Linked DNA regions of Mus musculus: regions 2 and 3 are each linked to region 1. Evidence: chromatin contacts called from public HiChIP or PLAC-seq data. All regions are on one chromosome and are shown on one strand. Each heading gives the region's core, a stretch centred on a gene start, on an enhancer-like site or on the middle of the called end of the contact. The rest is flanking DNA. Distances are from core to core; before and after follow the strand shown. Region 1 holds the start of Ism2 (isthmin 2). Region 2 holds the start of Snw1 (SNW domain containing 1). Region 3 holds the start of Pomt2 (protein-O-mannosyltransferase 2).

The links. HiChIP or PLAC-seq counts read pairs in DNA pulled down with a chosen protein or histone mark.
Region 2: a contact with region 1 is called in an H3K27ac HiChIP or PLAC-seq map of embryonic stem cells, with 5 read pairs. The contact joins the promoter of Snw1 here to the promoter of Ism2 in region 1. A contact is called at or near these places in 2 of 39 promoter capture datasets (macrophages and pre-B cells), 1 of 115 datasets of contacts at active chromatin or transcription factors (embryonic stem cells) and 3 of 9 other capture datasets (adipose tissue, liver and pancreatic islet).
Region 3: an H3K4me3 HiChIP or PLAC-seq map of embryonic stem cells shows a contact between it and region 1, with 17 read pairs. The contact joins the promoter of Pomt2 here to the promoter of Ism2 in region 1. A contact is called at or near these places in 11 of 39 promoter capture datasets (the 3T3-L1 cell line, 3T3-L1-derived adipocytes, the C10 cell line and 7 more), 2 of 484 Hi-C or Micro-C datasets (both in bone marrow-derived macrophages), 11 of 115 datasets of contacts at active chromatin or transcription factors (the 230-238 cell line, bone marrow-derived macrophages, double positive thymocytes and 6 more) and 4 of 9 other capture datasets (adipose tissue, liver, macrophages and 1 more).

What each region holds. Positions count from the first base shown.
Region 1 is chr12:87,297,788-87,301,848 of GRCm38.p6, reverse strand. Ism2 (isthmin 2) reads left to right here and starts at 2,144. Exons shown (of 6, transcript NM_001290302.1): 1 at 2,144-2,275. The coding sequence starts at 2,144. It overlaps Gm51956 (a long non-coding RNA gene), which reads right to left and starts at 2,772. Exons shown (of 4, transcript XR_003950111.1): 1 at 2,498-2,772; 2 at 1,601-2,404; 3 at 1,333-1,506; 4 at 544-1,031.
Region 2 is chr12:87,470,290-87,474,350 of GRCm38.p6, reverse strand. Snw1 (SNW domain containing 1) reads left to right here and starts at 2,052. Exons shown (of 14, transcript NM_025507.2): 1 at 2,052-2,103. The coding sequence starts at 2,090.
Region 3 is chr12:87,146,207-87,150,267 of GRCm38.p6, reverse strand. Pomt2 (protein-O-mannosyltransferase 2) reads left to right here and starts at 2,366. Exons shown (of 21, transcript NM_153415.4): 1 at 2,366-3,097. The coding sequence starts at 2,640. It overlaps Gstz1 (glutathione transferase zeta 1 (maleylacetoacetate isomerase)), which reads right to left and starts at 2,561. Exons shown (of 9, transcript NM_010363.4): 1 at 2,424-2,561. The coding sequence starts at 2,438. Gm6566 (predicted gene 6566) reads left to right here. Exons shown (of 3, transcript NR_136901.1): 3 at 1-793.

The DNA of each region.
Region 1 (4,061 bases), core at 895-3,394:
CCAACTGAGGGCCAACTATTCAAAGGTGTTTATGGGAACCAATCTCACTCGATCCACTGTAGACCCAGGCATGGTGACCAATGCCTTCAATCTTTGCACTAGAGGTATAGAGTAGGGAGGAGGAGTGTATCTGTGAGTTCCAGGACAGCCAGAGCTACATAGTGGGACCCTATCTCAAAAATTAAATGAATAAACAAAATTTTAAAAAATAAACCACTACAACTGTGGGTGTTGGTAAAGACCGCCAGCACTCTTAACCACTGACTAGCCACTCCAACCCCTAAAAAATGGATATGGTTTATGACATTTGAACTGTGCCTTAATGAAATTGGTCAAAATTAGAAAAGATATAAGTTTCATGGCAGTGAATGGTGGGAGTGATATGAGGTCAGAAGTGGGTCCAACAGAGCCCGTTTGGGTATTCAGACAGTCCAGACTAGGGGGCGTAGCTTGGAGAGGAGAGGGCGTGGCTTGGAGTGGAGTAGCAGTTATTGACATGGAAACAGAATGAATGAATGAATGAATGAATGCCCAACAAGCTCATTATCTTCAAAGTCACTTTTAATCTGGTAAAAAGTGTCAAAAGTATGGCTAAAATATTGGCGGTAGATGTGAAAATATTTATACCAAAAAGAAAAAAAAAAAAAAGAGGGGGCTGGAGAGATGGCTCAGTGGCTGCTCTTCCAGAGATCCGGAGTTCAATTCCCAGCAACCACATGGTGGCTCACAACCATCTGTAATGGGATCCAGTGTCTTCCTCTGTTGTGTGTCTGAAGACATCGACAGTATACGCATATACATAAAATAAATAAACTTTTTTTTTTAAATGTAAAGCTTAACCTTTAGTCCGGTGAATTCAGCTTAATTTAGAAGCCGCTCCCTGGCTAAAATTCTGTTCTCGGTGTTTATCACGTACCAGGCAGCCATCTTCTTAATTTGGATCATGCGAAACTGCCAATATTCAACCCCTTTGACAGGACCCCACAAGCAGGCTGTCACCCAATGCAATGCGTCACCATTCAATTCTGCTGCTGTGGAGAGCAGGGGTAATTTCAAAACAAGACCAAGTAAAAGCAAAACAAAACAAAACCCAGCGCAGCTCTGAGATTTCCACTCTACTTCAGGCACCCCTGAGCAGTCGTAGACCACAGCTTGGTCATAATAGCCACCCTCTCCACTGCCCCCAGGTTCGCTTCCAGGCTCCCTCCTCCCGCCATCCCAGGTAGGTATCACCTTGATTTCATTCTCTCCTATTCTCATCCTACCACCTGGTCTAAGCCACTGCTCCGGAATTCTAGTTGCCCAAAGGTCGCCGTTCAGTGAGTGGCTTACTGTGAAGATCCAACCCGAAGGTCTGGCCGAAAGGGCTGGGCTGTCCTAAGGATCAGCGACACCAGCTGCAGGACGGATCCTCCGACCCCTGCACTCAGGCTTACCCCACCACAGCACACCCGCTGTTCTGGGACTGTGGCTTGTGTGGTCTCCTGGGTCTGACAGTCCTAAAAGCTGAAAGGGGATCGGGAGCTGGGACCGCAATGTGGCGGCGGGCTCCTCATCCCAGGCGACGCTGTTGAACTTCCAAAGTCCCTCGCAAACCTACCTGGCTGCACGCACACTTTTGCCTAAGTTCCAAAGTCTCCCACCGCTCGCCGCCGGTCAGTCGCGCGTCCCTGCCTGTGAGGCCCGGGCTAGTTTGGGAGGCTGTCGCCCGCGCTGTCGAGGAGCGCTCCTGTGGCGCCGCAGCCTTCTCGCCCCTCAGCAGCCCCTCGTGGGACCGCAACTTTCCCGGGACAGGAATTCGCTTGGGGCCGCGACGGCGACAGTGGCGGGGACTGAGGGCGGGGTGGCCGCCAGATCAAAGGAGCCGCCCCGCGGAGCCCGGACGAGTCCCCGAGCGCCGAGGGGCCCCTTGGGGAGGGCGAAGGGGGGTAGAGAGACATGGGGCCACTGACCTCGCTCGCAGACCCCTGCTCACCGGCGGCGCGCACCCGAGCGCGCGCTCCCGCCGCTCCTCGCGAGGTCCCCGCGCGACTGGACGGAGCCTGCGCCGCAGCCCGCGCTCCCGCCCCAGGAGGAGGCGAGGCGGGGCGCGAACGCGCTCCCGAGCCCCGCGGCTCTGGCAGAGCAGCCTGGAAGGGACACGATGCGGCCACCGCCCAGCCGAGCACGGTTCCCGCGCGCCTTGATGCTGCTGGCCGCCCTGCTGGCCACTGGCCGAGGGCTCCCACTGAGGAAGCGAGGTCCCGGGCCCCACGGCCACTCGAGGATGGCGGAGGTGAGTGATGAGCGGGACTGGAGGGACGGAGCAGGGTGGGCACTGGACGATGGCCAGGAGCACTGAGCCCGCAGGAGTTTACACTCTCCACGCGTGGCCGCGAGCCCTGGTGGCGCCGTAACGTACTGGCTGCAGAGGGAAAAGTTGACTGTGGTGCCTGCTCCGCGGTGGCCCGGCTTCTTGGGTCCTACCCACCCCTTCCTCGCCCTGAGCGAACATCACCTGCAGCAGCACACCCCTGAAAAGCCACCCTGGAGCGGAGAGAGGAGATTCCAGGGCTCTGTGGAGTGGTGGCCTGGGGCTACCGACTTGGGCTAAGTGATTCTCTTGAAGCAGCCCCTAAATACTAACCAACCAAGGATTCGAGTTTTCCATTGGGAGTTGAGGCAGGCTGAGGGAGTTAAGGGCGTTCTGCACCTTGCTGGGTGTAGGCTGTCAGCCAGCATTTCTTCAAAGAATGTGTGTCCTGAGATAGAAGAGCATGGCGAAAGAGTGCTGGCTGTGTTAGAAACAGTGTTTCAGTCACCAATCACTGCGGTCTAGCCTTATGCTCTCCTTTCACAGTTTTAGTGGCTATTCCCCGTTCCTGTCCCCATTTCCATGGAGGCTTGTTTGTAATGCAAGAGCCAGCCTGATGTGTAGTCCTCCTCCTCCTCCTTCTTTTCGAGACAGGGTTTCTCTATGTAGCCCTAGCTGTCCTGGAACTCACTCTGTAGACCAGGCTGGCCTCAAACTCAGAAATCCACCTGCCTCTGCCTCCCAAGTGAAGGGATTAAAGGCGTGTGTCACCACTGCCCAGCTGATGGGCTCTTCTTGCCTGGAGCTGTTCTGGAGGAAGACTCCTATTTCCGAAATGGGGAAACTGAGGGGCCAGGACCTATAGGAAACAAGAGATGCTAAATGCATGACTTGGACCGGAGTTTGGGCTATATTGTTAGAGCCCAGACTCCCAGAGCCCTTCAGAGGATGGGAAGGCTCCCTTAAGTTTACATCCCTTAAATATCACAAACCATTGTCACCTCTAAGACATTTTTTTTTCTCCTCAAGTTCCCAGCTTTCCCCAGTAGGAATGTATCCTGTTAATTATAGGGCTGTAATAGGGCTGCCTTCATTCTGGGGCCTGGAATTTGTAGTCCTGGGGGCAGCTGTCTCTTGCTTTGCAAGAAGCCTATCACTGTTCCTAGGCACTGCCATAGGGCCAGATGCTGCCAGATGTTTCCTGAGGGGCACACATCTACTTGGCCATTGTTGAGAAACACGGACATGGACAAATACAGGGATTTCTGACCTGGATGTACCTGGATTTCTAGCATTCAGGCATTTGAAGCAAGACACCTTGTTCGAGGCCATCCAATATGTGCCATGTAGGATCTGGGGCTAGTCTGAGCTACATAGCCACATTTGTCTCAAAGAAAAAGGAAAACAAAACAAAACAAAACAATGAAATAACTAGAAACAACTACCATAGCAACAACGACAAAACAAACACCCAAAAATCAGAGTCTAGCTGCTAACCTAAGGATAATGATAGTGGTCAAATTAAATTGGTTTGGTAGGGCATGGTGACACAGGCTTGTAATCCCAGCACTGGGGAGATTTAGGCATAAGGACAAGAAGCACGAGGTCACTGTCAACTACACCAAGTTTGAGGTGGCACACGCCTTTAATCCCAGCACTGGGGGGGGGGGGGGGGGGGCAGAGCCAGGCGGATTTCTGAGTTCGAAGCCAGCCTGGTCTACAAAGTGAGTTCCAGGACAGCCAGGGCTATACAGAGAAGCCCTGTCTC
Region 2 (4,061 bases), core at 803-3,302, 170 kb before region 1:
TAGTACCCAAGGGGTCCAATATCCTCTTCTAGCCTCGGGCACCAGGCATGCATGTGGTACATATATACATGCAGACAAATACCCCGTATACCTAGAATTATAAATTAAGTTTTGTTACATATAGTGTATGAGTCTGTGTGTGTAAAACTACCACAACACGCATGAGTAGGTCAGAGAACAACCTGAGAGATTCTGATTTCTCCATGTATGTGAGACTGTACGCAGGCAGTCAAGCATGGCAGCAAGGGCCTTTACCCACTGTGTCACCCAATCAGTTCTACAGAGCTCTCTCTCTCTCTCTCTCTCTCTCTCTCTCTCTCTCTCTCTCTCTCTCTCTCTCTTTTCTTCTTCTTCTTCTTCTTCTTCTTCTTCTTCTTCTTCTTCTTTCTCCTCCTCCTCTTCCTCCTCCTTCTTCTTCTTTTTTTTTTTTTTTTGGCTTTTCAAGATAGGGTTTCTCTGTGTAGCCCTGGCTGTCCTGGAACTCACTCTGTAGACCAGGCTAGCCTCAAACTCAGAAATCCACCTGTCTCTGCCTCCCAAGTGCTGGGATTAAAGGTGTGCACCACCACTGCCCAGCCAGATCTACTCTCTTAATTGTGTTGTAGTAAAATTGCTGTTCTCTATATAACCATGGGATGATTAGGGATCATCAGGGTACAAGCACCCCAAACGATATGTCTCTGTGGAAAATGAGAATTGACTGTCAGAATACATATCCATCCCTTTCTTTCAATCCTACATCCTAGGTTTTGGGCTATGCCTTTCTGATTTCCCACATTCATTATTTTAACATTGCCCTCAGTAGCCTCTTTAGTCTCTCATTACCATAGAAAACCAGTGTGTGGCAAGAAGAGTCCTTTTGTTTGTTTGGCGTGGTGATTTACTTATGCTTAGTGCAAGGTGTGGTACTCTCAGGAGGTATGGCATTGTTGGAGGAGGTTTGCCACTGTGGATGTAGGACTTTGAAGAGATCTATATCTACTCAAGCTCTGCCCAGAGTGAGACAAGCAGTCTCTCCTTACTGCCTTCAAATTGGCTTGCTGAACTCTCAGCTCCTTCTCCAGCACTATGTCTGCCTGGATGCTGCTATAATGATAATGAACTGAACCCCTGAAAATTTAAGCCAGCTACAAGTGATATTTTCCTTTATAAAAGTTGCCTCAGTCATGGCATCTTTTCACAGTAATGGGTACACTAAGACAGTTTGGTTTTAGTCTTTTGAGACAGGGTTTCTTTGTGTAGTCTTGGCCATCCTAGAACTAGCTCTGTAGACCAGACTGGCTTTGAACTCACAGTGATCTACCTCTGGGATTAAAGGCATGTGCCTCAACTGCTGGACTAAGAACTGTCTTTCTTGAGCTGCATTCAGTGGCAAAGACCTTTGATCCTAACACTTAGGAGGCAGTGTCAAGCTGATGTCAGATCATGACCAGCTTGGTCTATAGGAAAAGTTCCAAGGCAGCCAGGACTACACAGAAAAACCCTATCTCAGAAAGAAATAATTGTCTTTCTTACCTGTCTCAGTCCTACTTCAGCTCCAAATTATCAGCTGAACTAAATCTACGCTCATTGATCTTAATTTCTAGCATCTTCTTTATTTGCCACACCCCACACTGTTTTTTAAATAATTCATTCGTGAAGCAAAATTTAAAGTAGATGACTGTTAACACAACGATTAACTATATGCACGGAGGGTGGCTTATAGTGGGGGATCAGCCAGACTTTGCATCCTATTCAAAACTCTTAAGCAGTACTATGTGTAGCGGCCTTAAAGCAGAGTTGGATAATAGTATTAGCGTCCCAAAATAAGGCTTTATATCATATTTTGTATTATCACTACTGACATGTTAAACAGAGACCCTGTAGCCTGTAAAATCTACAGAAGTAAGGAATTTCGTATGCTAAGGTAGTTGTTGCTAACGCACTTTCAACAGACTGGCTGTCACAAGTCTCTCTCAAAGAACTACAAGGCCCAGAGGGCCGTTCGGTCAGAGCGCCTGCGCAGTGAGCATTTTTCCATTGTGTTCCTCGTTCCCGGGCAAGACTCGCCCGGCGACGTTGTGGCCTGCGCAGGAAGAAGCGGAAGAAGATGGCGCTCACCAGGTGGGTTGTTGATTTGGGTCCTCGATACGGAAGGGTCTGGAGTACACATCTTTTCCTTTCTGCCCGTACTGTTCGGGCTGTGACCTGGCCTGAGGCGCAGAAGTAACTTAGTCAAAACCGTGGCTGGAACCTCTCTCGGGCTTCCTCCGCGACTAGGCCGCGCCGAAGCCGGGGTCTTTCCTTCGGGGCTTCCCGGGTTGAGTTCGCCCCCCCCTGTTCCGAGAGCCCTGACATGGCCTCGCCGCGAGGACCTCACATGTGCTTCGCGTAAGCGGCGCGGTAGATTGACGAGCGCCTTGTGGACTGCGGGCTGAGATGGTTGCACTGCGAAGCCGCGGCTTATTTAACCCCGCTAAGCAAAGCTCGCCCGTCTCGTGGGAGGCTTTCCAGCCGCTTGTATGTTTTGTGCTTCTCATTTTCTCCTGCTACTCTCTCTCTCCCGAAACAAAGATTTTTGCAAAAAAAAAAAAAAAAACAAAACAAAAAAACAAAGAGTTGGGAACGTCCGAGAACCGACCAAGTTTTTTTTTAATTGACAGCAGTAGGGGCTGCTGTTGACTAAATGCGCGCCGCTCCACCTTTTAACTTTGGATCTTAGAATTTCTTTTGTACATAGAACCACCTCCGGCTTTTGCTGTTCCTGGTTGCCCTGGTTACTGTATGTAAAGTGTTTCCAACCTTTAAGGAAAAGAAAATGCTAAGTGGGAGACTTCCAAAAAGTTATGTAACTCCCAACTGCTGTAAGTGGAAAAACTTTCCATGCAAACTCAGCTGGAAAAGTCTGATTTTAAAGAAGGTATTCACTTTAGGGCCTTGGATTGTACCTGTTAAACCCACTTCTCATATTTTTTCCTGGCTCATAACAATATGAATCCTAAGAATATTTTGGTTATATGAATTAAGGTTTGTTGTCCTGCTTTGCCCTAGAGGTAGTATATGTAGAATGAAAAAAAAATTTTTTTTAAACCGGGAAGATGGACAAGTGGGTACACGGATGAAAATAGTGCAGGCGGGAGGATCTCAGAGTTCCAAGGCCAATCAGGTCTGTATAGGTAGTTTAAGGCCAGGATTTAAAAACAAAAACAGAATAACACTGACCTGGTTAGCTTTAACTGTCTGCTTAACACCTGGTCAAAAGATATCAGGTGAAAAAATTGCCTAGAACAGATTGGCTTATGGACATGTCTGGAAAGGATTGTTTTTCTTGCTAAGAGATGCAGGAAGATCCAAACCACTAATGGCTGCTCCATTCCCTAGGCGGGATATCCTGAACAGTATAAGCTAGATGAGTATAAGCCACTCTGCCAACCAGCAAGCAGCTTACATGGTGCCTAGCCTGCCTGCCTGCTTGCCTCCCTCCTTCCTTCTCTGCAAGAAAGCAAGTCCCTCTTGCTCTTGATTGTCTGTGGGATTTCACTAGCTGCCTTGACATCTCTCGTGGGTTTTAACCTGGAATTAAAAGCCAAATGTACTGGCTGGGTTTGTGTGTCAATTTGACACAAGCTCAATTTATCACACAGATAGGAGCCTCACTTAAGGAAATGCCTCCACGAGATCCAGCTGTAAGGCACTTACTCAATTAGTGATCAAAGGCGGGAGGGCCCAGCCAATTGTGGGTTGTGTCATCCCTGGGCTGGTAGTTCTGGGTTTTATAAGAAAGCGAACTGAGCAAGCCAGGGGAAGCAATCCAGAAAGCAGCAGCCTCCATGGGTACTGCATGAGCTCCTACCTCCAAGTTCCTGCCCTGTGCGAGTCCCTTTCCTTACTTTCTTTGGTGATAAACAGCATTGTGTAAGTGTAAGCTCAATAAACCCTTTCCTCCCCCTACTTGCTTCTTGGTCATGATGTTTTGTGCAAGAATACATACAGTGACTAAGACATCAGATAAGCCCTTCCTCCTGTAAATTGTGTTTTGCCGCAGTTTTTTAACAACAGCCACAGAAATGAAACTGGAACCA
Region 3 (4,061 bases), core at 1,117-3,616, 150 kb after region 1:
GGTCAGCCAAAGCAGAGCAGAAAGTTGCTCCTCCAGATTGCCAAACTCAACAGCACTCGACCCGACCCTGTCACCCTGGGAGACTTCACCTCCTGGATCACCAATGCCTTCTCCTTTTTAAAGGAGTGGGCAGGAATGTTGGCCTGGGGGACAGTGGTCCTCCTGGGGTGTGTCTTCTGCATCTGGCTATTGTGTCAACTAAAAAGAGAGTATGCTCAACATAAAGCAGTGGTCTACCAAGCTTTGTTGGCAATTGAAGATGGTGCATCTCCCAATATTTGGCTGGCCTCTTTAAAAAATTAAGAGTCCGCCCTAGGTCATTTGGCAGTTGTAGTCACACAGATCCATGGTATCCAGAGACGGGCAACTTTCCTCATGCACAGACCAACCTAAGAGAAGGGGCCTGGAGGCCATCATAGGATAACCCTATGATGGGTAAGGCTGTGATACTAGAGGATCGACCTAAGACAGGAGCCCTGGCCATGGACAGATTTGCCCAGGCCTAGACCAGCCTCATTTCATTAAAGAAAAAAGAGGGAGATGTAGGAAGCCAACTCTAAGATGGCGCAGGCTTTCTGTGTGCCTTTGTGGTAAACAACACCATTGCGCAGGTGCTAGCCTGACCCCTCCTGAGCAGGTACATGCAAATTAGATGCAGGCAGACTGACCAATCCTGGGGGGCCATGGAGCCTTCTCCTGTGCTAGGGTGTATATAAGCAGCCCTCCCTGGGTGCCCTGTCCCGGTAGCAGCATCGAGGTGTTCCTGCAATAAAGGCTGTTGAGAAGAATCTGACCATGTCGTGTCTTCCTTGCTGGCTGAGGTGGGCGCGACACCCCATGGCCCTTCAGCAGGAAACAGAATTTTTTTTTTTTTGGCTTTTTCGAGACAGGGTTTCTCTGTATAGCCCCGGCTGTCCTGGAACTCACTTTGTAGATCAGGCTGGCCTCGAACTCAGAAATCCGCTTGCCTCTACCTCCCGAGTGCTGGGATTAAAGGCATGCATCACCATCACCCAGCTGGAATCTTACCCTACATCTATTATTATTTTTTTTTCTTATATATCATTTTAGTTTCTTTTCCTGCTGCTATGATAAAATGCCCCAACAAAGGCAGTCTAAAGAAGAGTGGTTTATTTTGGCTTATAATTCAAGATGTAGTAAGTCACCTGGGGTGGGGGTGGGGTGGGGTTTGGGGGAAGAGCAGCCTGAAACAGCTGGTAAGTAACCTATGCATCCACAGCATGAAACAGAACAATGCTGTGTGTTGGTGCTTGGCTGACTTCCCCCTTATTATGGGCCCAGCCAGACCCAACCCAGGGAATGGTGTCACTCTCCCACATCAGTTAACCTGATAAAGACAATCCTAACCCTCTCTGCAGAGCATCTGGAGGCTTGTCTCCTATGTGCTTTTAGATAAACAGGGAGAGAAATCACAGCTAAGCACTAACAGCAAACCACCTGGCGATTTTTGCACTTGAACAGCTACTTTTTAATATCAAGTAGAATGTCCGTTTAATTAGCACCGGGAAGGATCATGTTTCCAACTCAAACATGCATTCTGGCGACTTTAAATTTGCAGTTTTTCTGTTGTGGGAGACTCGGCCCATGCTAGGAGCTACGTCAGAGTTGCGTACATCCCTAGCTGTTTTTATACCATTTCTTACATGATTAAAATCCTGAAAAATCACATCTGTATGTGGAAAATCTATATTAACCGGATGCAATGTCCTTTGCATCTAATGTGCCGCCTTCCTACATATCGGCCCTCCTAAGAGACTCAATTTTAAGTCTCTTATAAAACACACTCGCAGCTCCATTCCAGCAATGGCTTAAATACAAATGGCTCTAGGGTGGACTAAAGAAGTTCGACTTAAACCCTGGACGCTCCATATGCCACAGCCTGGAATCCCAGCACTTGGAAGGCGGGGGCGGGAGAGTCAAAGTTCAAAGTCAGGTTGGGCTGCACAGCAAGATCGTTTCTTAGAGCCAAACCGACAAAACTAGAAACCTGAGCAGATACTACAAGTGATTATTAACGTCGTTAAAGAGTCACATCTTTCCCCCTTGCCTTTGGTGCATGCCTGGACCACCAGGTCCCCTGAGAGACATACGAAGGGCGCCGCGAAACTGCAAAGTAGGGAACCATGTTTGAAAGCCCTAGAAGAGGTCTGTCTACCCGAAGCAGGGAAAAGCGCGATTGGACGCCCCTCAAAAGCTTCCAAGTTTAGCCTTCCCGGCCCAATCTACCACCACCATAAGGTTCAGCGGCCAGCGCGCAGGTGTAGAGTGAGCGGGCGCCGAGGTGCACGCCGGGAGTCGTTGTGGCGCCACGCGAAGAAGCGAGCTCTCAGCCCCGCCCCCCCCCACAGCTCTTCTCCGCGTTTCTCAGGAGAGACCCTCATCCCCGGACGTGGGGCACAGACCTTCCCGGCTTGCATCTCGCCCGGTCGGCCGGCCAAGAAAGTCAGCTCTCGGGACTAGAAGATGACTGAGGCCTAGCGGGGTCCAGAGAGCGAAGGTTGGACTAGATGGCCTCCCTCCTTCGGGCTGGCCCCGCCCCCGCCCCCTGAGCTGCTGGGAGTTGTAGTTCATGAGCCGACTCGAGTTTGTCAGTCCTTGGTTTCCCTCCGCCTCCCGCAATGCTCTACGCCTCAGGCCGCCTCTTAGCTGCCCGGGCGGCCACCACACTTTCCGCCCCGCCCAGAGCCCGGGGCCCGGCGCTCCGCGGCAAACGGAGGGAACTACAAATCCCATGGCACCTCGAGACGCCTTCTTATGACCCCTTGACGGGGCAGCGGACAAGACCCGGCGTGCCTCCGGCCCGGAGGGTGATCCTTCGGAAGGGGAGGATGCCGCCGGCCATAGGCGGTGGCCTAGCGGGCTCCGAGCTGCGTCCCCGTAGGGGCCGCTGTGTGCCGCAGGCTGCCAGAGCCGTGAGCCGAGACGTGGTCCCCCAGGCTGCAGCACGGAAACTTAAACGGCCTGCTTGGAGCTCGCGGCGCTTCCAGGCGGCAGGGTGGTGGGCCACGTTGGCTGTGGTGACGCTGCTGTCCTTTGCCACCCGCTTTCACCGGCTGGACCAGCCTGCTCACATCTGGTAAGTGGCGGAAAGGACTTGGCGGGCACCATGGCAACTGAGAGGGAGTGACGCCACCCTCTGATTGGCTTGAGGGCGCGAAGTGGGCGGGATTCATCGGAGGCACGACAGGTCCTTGGCGGTAGAGAAACTCAGTTGTATTTCGAGGGGAGTAGGGGGTGGCTGGGGAAAGCTTTCCGGTGTGTCAAACCTCGGAGAATAGGTTTGCCCTGGTGGGGGTCCCACACTCGGAGTTTGCAGGAGTTGTCCTCATGTCTTCTAGTCACCTGGCTTTAAAATGGTGATACTCAGAGGTTCTTTGAACTTGGCTGAGAAATTAGTAAATTCGTAGAACATAATTTTCCCAAAGCGTGATTTTCAAAGAAAAAGATTCCTATAGAGTAAGGATAGTTTGGGTATCGGGAGATGGCGGCACAGATTCTGAGCAACAGGTCTGGTGTTATCCTGTGAGAATTATTTTCTAGGCCTTACTTTGTATGATACAGATGGTGGCTTGAGGCTTGGTTCAATTCCATTTCCCAAGCTCACAGAGTTACTTGATCTTTAGCTGGAAGGGATGTTTTATCTTCTCTATATCACCAAACAGAAACTTAGCATAGAAGGTGTCACAAGTGGATCTTACTCAAGAGCAAGCAAACACACTGACAGGGCTGCTCCTATAGGAAACTAATAAATTACTGTGAAGCTAATTAATAAATTAGGTGCATTTTATGACTGTTGGGAGCTGTAACTACTGGGTTAAACACAAAGGCGTAATCACAGGAAGGGGAATGAATATCAGCACCTTTAGAGTTAGGTTCTTCCACCCCCTGTCAAATCCTACTATACATGACTGTATCCCAAAGAGATAGGTGTACCCACAGTGGGTTACATAATGGCCAAGGACTAACGAGTTTGGGAAATCTATTTTAACACTCACAAGCCTTAATTAGCTCTGTTCTCATAGGAGACATTGCCATATCTC